Regions from separate parts of the Mus musculus genome. Here regions 1, 2 and 3 are each linked to region 4. A link is a contact called in public HiChIP or PLAC-seq, Micro-C and promoter capture Hi-C data. All regions are on one chromosome and are shown on one strand. The core of a region is the stretch at or near the end of the contact, and the rest is flanking DNA. Distances in the headings are between cores, read along the strand shown.

Region 1 (2,846 bases), core at 295-2,794, 2.0 Mb after region 4:
TTGGATCGTCATCCCCTGGAAAATCGCAACGCTTGGCATGGAGTGGGACTCTCTCCTTTCTGACAGCTCCGTCACCCTCGTTTTGTTTTTTGTTTTGTTTTGTTTTTCTGCCATTAACAGCGGCCCTATTGGCCTTTACAGCTTCAACCTGAAAGTCATCTCCCATCTGTGACCTTTCTGCCGATTCCTTGGAGGTGCGGGAAAGGCAACCCTCTCCCCTTCCCCAAAGCTCCACGTCCAGAATTCGCCCGTCAGTCAGAATCAAGGGACATGCGGGGGGTCTGACGGAACGGACGGGTGGACACAGTCCGACCTGGGGGCGACAGGCCGCGCGCCAGCTCCGGTAGCAAGCCAGGGGCCCGGGATCCCCCCAAAGCCCGGGCCGAAGCAGATTTCGAGCAGGGGTAGCTAAGCCCGGGGCTCTGGTTTCAATTTCACGACGTGACATTGCAAACCTGCGGCCTACGAGCGCCCGCGGCGGCGGCCCGCGCCTGTTCGCCCGCCCTCCCGCCAGGCCTGAGCCCCGGAGCCCCGTGCCGAGACCACCGCACACCCACTTGCCCGGCCCCGCGCCCCCCCAGCCTCCCGTGTCTGGCCGGGCCCAGCCCCGGTCCTGCGTGGAGTTAAATCCCGCTCCCAGCTGCAGGCTCCGCGCCGCACTTACTCAGCTCGTCCTGGGAGGCGGAGGCGGCGGCCGCAGCCATGTTGCGCCCGGGAGCGAGCGAGGGAGGGGCGGGCGGGCGGCCGGCGAGGGGGGCTCGCGGCCGTCGCCGTGCCGTGCCGTGCGGTGCCGCGCCGCGCCGCGCCGTGCCGCAGGGGCCCGGAGCCGCCTCGGGTCTCTCACGCGGGCCGCGCTGCGCCCTCGAGGCCCGCCCGCTGCCTGCGTCCTCTGCGCTGCGAGCGTCGCTCTCGCCGCGCCTCGCGAGCTCGCGACTCGGGAGCTCCCTCTCAGCCTCGCGCCTCGGAGGAGCCGCTGCCGCCCGTGCGGCCGAGTGACCGCGCGGCGGCTCTTCGGCTCGGCGCCCGGCTTGCTAGCCTCACGCCGGCTCTTATATTTAGAAAGAGCTGAGCCATCCTCCCCCCTCCCCCTCCGCCTCCGCCGGCCCCTCGCGCGCCCGCTCGCCCGCCCTCGCTGCCTCGCTCGCGCCGCGTCCTGCCCACCTGCCGCCGCCAAGCTTCCCCGGCGCGGAGCGGGAGACGCAGACGCGGCGGGCCAACCCCTGGACCTGAGCCTCATTCCCTCAGCCGCACGCAAGCACGCGGCCTCTGACCTGAGTCGGAGCCGGTCTCCATAGCCCGGGATGCTGCGGCGACCCAGCGAGGTGGAGGACGGGCCGGGCCCGAGGAGACGCGCGGCCGCTCCGGAGGAGCCTGCGTGCGGCCGAGCGGAGCCGGGCTGTCCTGGCTGCCGCGGAGAGCTTCCCCGCCCCGGGCTGTGGCGTTAAAGGTCTGCGGCTGTCACGTCCGCCTGGTCGGAGCTGGAGGAACACGCGCCCGGACGGAGGAAGAGACGCGGACTCGGAAAAGTAGAGCGGGGCTCGAATCGGAGGAGGAGGAGGAGGAAGAGGAGGAAGCCCCGCCCTGCGCCTCGCGCCCAACTTCTCGGCCGCCGCGCTGACTCAGGCCGGGCCTCCGAGCAGCCCCGAAGTTAAAGCCCAGAGGGACCTGCACCGAGGGCTCACCCTGGGGGATGCTCCCCTAACGTTAGCCTCCCGAGCGAGCTGCGAGCCAGGGAAGGGCCGGAAACCACGATATTTGAGCTACCAAGACGTGCTTTAGAGTCCTTCTTCTTAACCCGAGTTTAGTGGCAATCCCAACTTTTAACTTTAAGCCTCTCGTTGGTCCATGAGGTCGTGTACAGCTGCAAAATGGAATTCAAATCAAGGGCTTATATGGTTACTATAAGAACAACCAAAAAAAAAAAAAAAAGAAAGAAATTAGGTGCCAGATCAAAGACATTTTTAGAGGAAAAGAAAATAATCGAGACCCTAAATGAACTGAAGTTGCATATATTCCCGCAAAATGGAATCCCTAGGGCCCTAGATAATGCCTTGAAATTTGAATACATGCGGCTCCCAATGTAACTTAGGCAAGTACGAGATAGCAACAAACACTGACCATGTTACTTCCTGTATTAATTTTACATTTACAAAGAAAGTTACATTATCTTTGTCATTATCATAAAAATAAGAGTCCTTCCTCCTAGTTCAGCTACCTCACCCATCTCACACCCAAGAGAAAAATTATTAAATGTAGAATTTGTTGATGCTTCAAGACCTAGTTCTGCACACATGTATAGCCCCAGGTTCAGTTTGGTTCATAGTGATAAAACTTGGATATGGTCTCTCTCTCTCTTTCTCTCTTTCTCTCTCTCTCTCTCTCTCTCTCTCTCACACACACACACACACACACACACACACACTCCTTCCCTGCTGCTTGTTTTGCCTAATGCTGGACTTTGGGACAATAATTAGATCCTGAGAGTCTGGCCTAATCAGAGGTTAATACTGATTGCACAGCTCCATTGCCCATGGAAAAGCAGGAGGTGGGGCTAACTGAAGGAAGTATATCACTGGAGGTGTGTTCTTAGGGACTGTGTTGCAATGGCCTCTTCCTGTCATTGCTGTCTGCTTCGTGTTTGCCGTGAGAGGGGCTGCTTTATTTCATCACACACACCCTGCCACGTGTCCAGCCCCACCTCAAGTCCACAGCAATGGAACCAAGTGACCATGTACCACACCTCTGAAACTGTGAGCCAAATACAGTTTTGTTTTTTTACTCATTTTAAATGGTCATAAACTTGTCACAGTGACAGAAAAGCAAACACAGGTGGAGTCCAGGTTCTG
Region 2 (2,861 bases), core at 116-2,615, 1.5 Mb before region 4:
ACTGGTGTTCATGTCCTCTCCACTCCCACAACCCACAACTGTAGTGTCCAGACCATACGTCTTGGCTTCGTGGTAGATTGTGTTTGACGCAGTCACTCCTAGGAGGAGCCTTTCTGTATCCATTCAACAAATGTTTCCCATGGGGACCAAGGGGAGCTCAGCCAACAGGAACCTTAAAATCTTGCTCTCAGGGGGTTTATAGTGTAAAACTGGGGGAGGAACACAGAGAGGGTTGCCACCTGCCAAGCCTGCCTTAACCGGATGGATGGTACGAGGAAAGAGGGAAGGAGCTGGGTATGTGAACTTTGTGATTTGAATAGCAAGGAAGAAGAGAAGACTGCTGAACTGAAAGCATTGTAGATAGAAGATTAAGTTCAAAGGCTCTGGGGCCAATAACATGCTTTTTGAGAGAACGGAGAACTCTAAGGCTTTCTATAGAAATCCGGGTGCCATTTTCAACATTCAGAGTGTACACTGTAAAAAGAAAAAAGGGAAATGAGTAAAATTAACTTGTGTTTTCTTAATACAGGAAACAAACAAAAATACTAATAAAATTGAGCTTTGCTGAATAGTCTCTAATCTCTCTCCCTCTTTTTTTTGTATTAGGGAAACAGAGACAGGAGGATGAGTTCAAAGCCAATCTGGGCAACATAATGAGACCATGTCTTAATATATCTAATTAAGAAAAAAAACCGGGGATATAGCCTACTGGTAGAGTGCTTGCCTACCACGCGTGAGCCCCTAGTTCCATATACCTGCTACCAAAAGCAAACAAACAATCACACTCCCCCCTCACCCATGTTATATCTCCAACATATAGTACAGATTAGAAGCACATGTCAAGTCCTCATTAATCATGGATGCCTATTGGCTAGTAATATGAGACCAGAGTGGGTGTGATTGCCAGAGTTTGGGAGAAAGGGTTCTAGAATCGAAACCTCTCAGGTCTGGACCTTCAAATCCTATTAGGGCTCTCTGCCCTCATGAGGGTCGAGGCACACAGACGGGAAAGCCACATGCTGGCGTCCTCAGAGGCCTCTTGGTCGCTTCCCAGGACCTGTTCTGAGGAGGCCCGCTTGTGCACACGTGGGAAAGCTGCGTGCTGGCCCCGGGCCTGGAGCCACCTCCCGCGCCCACTCGGCCAGGTCTCATTCCAGAAGCGGCGTCCGCCCAGGTGAGGTGAGGCCTCTCTTCCAGCCGTTCAGCCCCGCCCCTTGGACACGGTTTTGGTTTTCGGGTGCAGACAGGTCTGCATTCCTCTGAAGAGGCCCGCTCGGCCCCATCAAAGCCAGCGACAGAGCCACATCACAGTCACCCATGATACCAGCCTGCAGTTCCAGCGAGCACCACGAGGGGCGCAGGCGGGACGGGCCATGCTGGCTCAGATGCCTCTGTGGACTTTCTCCTGGAGTCCTGGGGGCTTTGCTCCCACCACTACCTTCCTTTCACCATCACTCAATCCGTCTGTGCTGTGCTGTCAGCGGTCGCCTGGATTCCCATAGTTTTCTTGAACAACTGATAGGATGGGGGGGAGGGGGGCGGGGGAGAATCCCAGCTGTGAGCCAGACGCAGAAAAAATAGAGGTGCTTTGGGAGCCCTCTATTTGGGGTGATGATGATTCGTGGAGAAGTCCGTGAATCCGAAGTCTGTACATTCCGAGACTGGAGCCAGGAACAAAAAAGATTCCACTGTTCGGATGTTTTCACCCCTGAGGCTGAAATAACAGCGGAGGCCTGACTACCCACGTGGTGTCTGTGGCCAGAATAGGACCCACATAATAATGGCTTAGATCAGGGAAGGGCCTTTCCCATTCCATGATGCAATATTGTCATGACAGCAAAAACAAGGCTCCGCCAGCTGAAGTAGGTACACAATGGCGCCTTGCCTCTGCCCTGCCCACACCTCTGTGCCTTGCAGTAGCATTCCCTAAACGTGTGTGGAGTTGCAGGATTACAGAGAAGTGCCAGAGTCTAGAGGGACCTGCAATTGGCTGCTTCCCAGGGGACTAATGGGCCAGGCTGGTTCACTCTCCCTTAGCCACCCTTCAGCAAGAGAGGGCTATGTGGGTGGGCTATCATACCCACCTTTCTGTGATGTCCCTAAAGCTTCGATCACACTTTTGCAAGCAAGCTTACCTTAAACAGCCCTAACACAACGACCCAGACCAGCTAACCAGGGAACACAGGATATGATAGGTAGAAATCCACAAAATGGTTCTGTGAGCAAGCTCACTTTTGATTTTGTGACAGGAAAAAAAAAAATCGCCGGGCAGTGGTGGCACACGCCTTTAATCCCAGCACTTGGGAGGCAGAGGCAGGCAGATCTCTGAGTTCGAGGCCAGCCTGGTCTACAGAGTGAGTTCCAGGACAGTCAGGGCTATACAGAGAAACCCCGTCTCGAAAAAAAAAAATCATGGATTTGGGGGAGAGGAGTCCAAAGCTGTTAGGCCAGATTTATCTTGATAAAGTATTTATCTTGAAAGACTCCAGTTATAAAAGAGGATGTGAAGTTCAGTCCAAGCTGAGGGTGGCTTATCTCTTTCCTCAGCATAGGTGAGGTGACGCCAGGAGGTTCAGTATTTCAAGGATATCCCTAGACATATATCCTGTCCAAGGTTAGCCTTGGCTATATAAGCGCATCTCTCAGAAAAAAGGGCTAGGCTGTGAAGAGAGCACATATCTAGCACGCCCGAGGGCCTGAGTTCAATTCCTAACACAGAAAGAAGAAAGGAAGAAGGAGAGCAAAGGAAGAATTAAAAACAGGCCTAGGATCAGCAGAAGGGAGATTTCAAATATACAGATCAAAGGAGGTGGTCTGGGAGGGGCTTGATTGGGAAGGTGGGGTGGGGGTGAAGGAAGAGC
Region 3 (2,714 bases), core at 23-2,522, 1.6 Mb after region 4:
CTGTGTACAAGGAGGCTCTGATGTGGTTCTGCAAGTCACCCTTCTCAGCCTTTCCGCCTCAAACTGCTTCCCTCTCTTTCTACATTTTTTCCCTCAAATTCACACTCAAGACCAAAGAAAAGGAAAAATAAAATAGAATTTTAAAAAATATTAGAGCCCTGGTGATTATTATTCATGATGTTGCATCTGGAGGAACCAAGGGCAAAAACTAGATGCTATTACAGCTGTGTTTTAATGCAGCTGGCTGTGGTGCACGGGGCCTTAAGCGTAATGTTGATTCCTCTTCCTTGGTATTCATTCCATCTGAAAGAGACTATGTTCTTCCATTTTCTAAGACTTTGAAACCCGGACTTCTGACTTCATAGTCATGTTAGGTGAGCAAAAGACACTTACACAAAAGGATAAGCACGCAGCTCTGTCGAAACGAATAGAGGATTCCGCTTTAATAACTAGCTACCTTCTTCTAGTTGCAGTTAGCAATAGGTATCTCTGACGATGGGTATAGCTTAAGAGTAAAACTTTTCACAAGCCAGTACTCGCTGGAAACCCACATGGAAGGAAAGCTCCGAAGATTTCAACTAAAAAGAAAAAAAAAAGAAGAAGAAGAAGAAACACAGGCGAAAGGAAGAAAGAAAACGGGAGACGAGGAAGAAAGGACTGAGAAAAGAGACAGTCTAGGGCCCCAGCCTGGAAGCAGCAACAAGCCCTGGGTGCCTCACATCAAAGACCAAATGGCAGCAAAGAAAAACAAGCCTAAAGTTTAAAACCATTCACAGTAAAGTCTCCCTCCCTACAGGAGCAAACAGCCGATCAACCCATTCAAGCAAAATCAGGTTTTTCCCCGCCTTGCATTTCCCAGGTACAGACTAAGCCTAGGGCGGCTTCAAGGAAACTTCAGTTTAAATTCCTTAAACTCAAGGGACGACAAAGTCTCTGGTGAGCAGTGAACTGAGCGCGGGACGCGCGGACACCCGAGCCATCTAAGTCGTCGGGGACGCGGCACCAATAAACTTGGGGAGCCCCTTGCCAGCCCTCTCGCGTCCCCAACCCGATCCAGGTAAGCAACAGGAGGCCACCTACGTGTCACTTGGACGGACCCTGGGGCGCACTGACCTGGCCAAAGGTCGGGAGGGCCGCCCGGGCGGCTGCGGCGACTTCCCTCCCGGGCTGAGTTCCACCGGCTGGTGCGGGAGGCCAGGGCAGCCTCGCCTCCTGCAGGCGGCCTCACACACGCGCGCACACCCACCCACTCCGGGCCCGCGGGCGCGCGCACTCAGGCGCTCACGCGCACGGCTACAAAGCGGCGGGTGGTGGGACAGTGCGAGCCGATCGCGCCGATGGGAGGCGGGGCGGTCGCCACCCGCGCCGCGCCAAGGGACACCCGGCCGCCGTGTCTTTACCTGCTAGGTCCAGCTCCGCAGTTCACGCAGCCGCCGGGCCAACCCAACCCAAGCCTCACCCCAGCACAACCCGGAGCCTACGGAGGGCAGCACTGTGCTGGAGGACAAGAGTCACAACTCCCGGGGCTTTACTGCCGCCCAGTTCCAACTTCCCGGGCTCAAGGAACAGGCAGGCAGCAGAAGAGGCACGGGTGCCAGCCTCCTTACCTCTCCTCCTTCTGGCGCTTTCTGCCACATCCACAGAGCACAAGTCAGAAACTCCCCGCACCCCAAAGCGCCTTTCCTCCCAAGCCGCTCTGCTCTCCTTACCTGCGTGGCACCCACAGCGACTCTGCCTCCTGTGGTCCCCTCCCCCAGTCATTCACTGAACTTCCCGCGCTGCTGCAGGTCGGGGAGGGGGTGGGGGTGAGGGGAGCCTAAGCTTTTCATTCAGTACCTTCGCGGCGCTCCCTTGACCCTCCACAGCAGACACACCCACCTCCGTCACCCCTGGCCCCTCCTGTGCTCACCCCAGCGCCAGGCCTCTTGCAGAGCTTTGGTGGACGCCCTGCATGGTGCATGCTTTGTTGCTGTCCCCTCCTCATTTGAAAAGCCCTGGAAACCATCACAGAGCCTGGGGAAAACAAGAAAAGAAAGGGGGGGGGGGGAGAGAGAACTTGGTGTATGGCCTCCTCCGAGTTGAGTTTCTAAACTTTTTCAGGCAGCACACAAAGTTTCAACCAGCACAGCCCTGTACTTCAGGCCATAGAAAAGCAATAGTTGGCTTTGCAATTGCAAATCAAAGCGAGCGTGCCTTTGTGTCCCTAGAGCTATGATTATAAATTTCTCTTCAGCTAGGAGTGTAACTTTCCAAGGGCAAACTAAGATTTTTCATAGGGCAATTAAGGGCAGGGAAGGCACACCTGGAAGTGTAGGCGGAGGCAGGACCTAAGAATCATTTTCTGGAGACTTCCATCTCAGAAGCCTTACCATCACTCAGTAGTAGATGCGGACAGAGAGAGAGGACTCTCCAGCCGGTCTTCACCCACCTGCTTCACACTCCAGGCCCCCAGGGTGTGTTGAGTCATCAGAATTTTCTGCCTCAACCCACAGCGGAGTCCTCCACACATCAAAAGCAGATGCCTGGGAGTAAAAGCCTGAGGGACATCTAGGGTTGTAGTACCACAGAAAAGCAGGACTGGCTGGCGGCACCGTAGCTGACAGAAAATGAAAGGCAGCGAGGGAGTGGATGGACAACCCCTTGCTTCGTACAAAGAGGTCGCTGCCTAGCAGCTATGGGCAGAGCTGATAAGATAAGACACTGGGGGTTGGATA
Region 4 (2,704 bases), core at 138-2,637:
GCACACATGACACCCCCAGCACCACCACCCCCGCAAAAGTACTCCTATACACCCCGAAGAAAAGTACCTGACAATGTCTTCAATCAACTTTAAACAAGAACCAAGAGATGACCTCATGATCCTGGGACCAATTAGCAATCTACCTTTGGCAAGTTTAAACCTGCTCTAGCAAAGAAAGGCAATTACTTTGTAACGTTAATAATCTCAGGGCATATTCACTTTTTCAGTAACAAAGTGAATAAAGGTGAAATAGTATGGGGTGTATACACGCTAGATCTCGCGCTGTCTAGGATCTCGCTATTCCAGCGTTGCATTCTTAGCCCCTGTGGTAGTTTACCAACCAACATTCTTAAGATTCTTAAGCATTAAATAACCACTTCACTTTAACCTTGCCCGATAAATATGTGAACTAACCAGCCTGCGACGTAGTCTGAGTCAGGAATTCGCCTCTAAGATTATCTTTGCGATTCCTTCCAATTCTGAAGTTCCTCGATTGACACCTGGTATCTCTCTCCTTTAACGCAGTCCATTGCTAACGTAGACCGGGTCGCAATGGCCCCCACATAAGTAATACAGTTCTCGAAAGCGCCCAGAGTCACACACAAACTAGGGTGAAAGAACTGAACTCAGCCAAAGGACCTTTTCCCTAGCGGAGGGCGGGTTTCAAATCACACCCGCCTCTCTGGAAGGAAGCGCGCCAAGTCCCTCGGCCGTGGGAAGGCGCTCACTGGAGGACCTTTGGCCGCCTTGTCGCGGCGTCCCGGGTCCCGCCAACCTCGCACGCACTCCCCCATCTCACTCACCCACAGGCTGCTGAAGTAGTCGAGGCCGCGGCAGATGAGCGCGCCCGCGTGCGCCAGCAGCACCTGCACGCCCAGGTAGCTGCCCAGGCAGTAGAGCCCATAGAGCAGCGGGCCGCCCGCTCCCAGCAGCAGCAACAGGCGGCGGCGGCGCAGCGCCTGCTCGCCCAGCGCCTCCACGCCGTAGTCGGCGAAGCAGAGCGGCAGCAGCAGCGCGGCCAGCACGATGGGCGTGTGCGCGCGGTGCAGGCGCCGCAGCCACAGGCGGCCCAGGCGCGTGAGCGAGCTCTTGAACGGGTGCAGGAAAGTGCCGCACAGCACGGCCCAGAGCAGCGGCCGCAGGAAGGCCTCGAGGATGAAGTACACGAGCACCGCGGCGCCGCAGCACAGGCACACGAACAGCACGGCGCCCGTGTTGTAGAAAGCCTGCTTGATGGGCTTATCGAAGCGCAGCGCCAGCGCCGCGGTACGCGGGGTCTCGCCCGGCCCGACCGTGCGCGGGGCCCGGGACTCTGGCCGGGGAGAGCCCCGCGGGCTGGGCGCCTCAGCAGGGCCGCCGCGGTCGGCCATCGCGCCTCTGCCTGGACCGAGGGGCGGGGCTGCGAGCGGGGGAGGAACGCGAGGCGGAGGAGGGCGGTGCAGCGAGGATTTGTGGGTTTTGTAGTTCCCAGCGTGCGGTGGAGCATGCGCCAGAACCTAAGGAAACTACAACTCCCAAGAGGCTGAACGCAAATGCCTCCGCCCTTGGGCCCAATGGTCCCACAGGGACCAGGTAACAAGTTTTGAGGGGGTCCAAGAAAATGGGGTTGGGAGCGGGGGCGGATACTTTAATTGATGTCAACTTTTCCGGAGACAGGATCTCAAAAGAGACTCAGAGATGGAAAACACAAGCTGTATGTCTAAAAACACTGATGCACAGACTTAGTTTAACTGATTTATTTAATAAATACTTATTTTTAATCGTGTGTATGTAACATGTGTGGGTGACCAAAGAAGCCAGAAGTGTCTAATCCCCACAGACAGAGTTACAGGAGGTTGTGAACAGCCTTATTTGGATGCTGGGAATAGACCTCAGGTCCTTTGGAAGAATAATACACACTCTTAAACACGTTTTAAAGTGTTCTCTTATGTATATGACAGGGTTTTAAGTAGCTATTGCCTGGTCTAGGTGCTTGGCTCCTACCAACTCATTTTATCTTTAGAACACCCCTACAGAGATGCTACTAGTCTTGTTTTGTAGAAAACAAGGGGCGCAGAGAAATTAAGTACCTGGCCTCGTACAGCTTCCAAGTAGGTGAAGCAGGTTAACACTGTGGACGCTTATTCTGTAGTTTTTCTGTCTATGCTAACTGAACTGAACAGGGGATCCTGTTAGGAGCCCTTTGATAGTATCTATTGAAAGGCTATGGGTGTAGATCAGTGGTAAACTGTGTGATTGTCCCATTTAATTCAACACGGGTAGATACAAACATGAAGACTGACTTCAGGAAAACGATATTAAAACGGTGTATATATACCGAGCTTCACACATGTCTTCCTAAGCGTGTAAGCCCTTCCACTCTCTCTCTGAGGGCCGCGGAGAAATGCCCTATTTCCTCCCATCCCTGCTAATTTACCTCTGAGCTCCACCTCTTCCTCCAGCTGGGTAGAATACTATTCACACAAGGCAAGCCTTGCCTTCCTCACTTCCTAGATTCCTAATGGATGACACCTGGGTTACAGCAGCAGCTGAAATGTTACAGACTCTGTAATCATGGCTGAATTTCTAGGGAACTTTTCTTATACTCACATGTAAAGTTCCTTAGAGAACCATAATGTGCTGTGACTATTAACCTTTTGTGCCTCATACAGATTTAGGAGCCTCAGTATGGGAGCAATCTAAATACCTCAGAATACCTATAGCA

The links. Promoter capture Hi-C pulls out the DNA fragments that hold promoters and counts their contacts. A called contact is a pair of places that touch in the nucleus more often than the background predicts. HiChIP or PLAC-seq counts read pairs in DNA pulled down with a chosen protein or histone mark.
Region 1: a contact with region 4 is called in a Micro-C map of embryonic stem cells, with 10 times the contacts expected there. The contact joins the promoter of Ecpas here to the promoter of Tmem245 in region 4. A contact is called at or near these places in 2 of 39 promoter capture datasets (both in liver), 1 of 484 Hi-C or Micro-C datasets (embryonic stem cells) and 1 of 115 datasets of contacts at active chromatin or transcription factors (astrocytes).
Region 2: a promoter capture Hi-C map of embryonic stem cells shows a contact between it and region 4, with 5 times the contacts expected there. The contact joins the enhancer-like site here to the promoter of Tmem245 in region 4. A contact is called at or near these places in 2 of 39 promoter capture datasets (both in embryonic stem cells), 2 of 484 Hi-C or Micro-C datasets (both in embryonic stem cells) and 5 of 115 datasets of contacts at active chromatin or transcription factors (all in embryonic stem cells).
Region 3: an H3K27ac HiChIP or PLAC-seq map of extraembryonic endoderm stem cells shows a contact between it and region 4, with 8 times the contacts expected there. The contact joins the promoter of Lpar1 here to the promoter of Tmem245 in region 4. A contact is called at or near these places in 1 of 39 promoter capture datasets (liver) and 1 of 115 datasets of contacts at active chromatin or transcription factors (extraembryonic endoderm stem cells).

Annotation. Positions count from the first base shown.
Region 1 is chr4:58,911,205-58,914,050 of GRCm38.p6, forward strand. Ecpas (Ecm29 proteasome adaptor and scaffold) reads right to left here and starts at 1,545. Exons shown (of 49, transcript NM_172381.3): 1 at 1,272-1,545. The coding sequence starts at 1,293.
Region 2 is chr4:55,479,301-55,482,161 of GRCm38.p6, forward strand. No RefSeq gene overlaps it. Among named protein-coding and RNA genes, the nearest start is that of Gm22150, 12 kb to the left of the region's middle. Within about 2 kb of position 1,366, at least 93 of the 459 cell types and tissues checked have an H3K27ac peak or open chromatin away from gene starts, as enhancers often do. A contact at or near this core is called in embryonic stem cells, where this site is marked.
Region 3 is chr4:58,552,021-58,554,734 of GRCm38.p6, forward strand. It overlaps Lpar1 (lysophosphatidic acid receptor 1), which reads right to left and starts at 1,273. Exons shown (of 4, transcript NM_172989.1): 1 at 1,114-1,273.
Region 4 is chr4:56,946,042-56,948,745 of GRCm38.p6, forward strand. Tmem245 (transmembrane protein 245) reads right to left here and starts at 1,388. Exons shown (of 18, transcript NM_001369260.1): 1 at 804-1,388. The coding sequence starts at 1,370.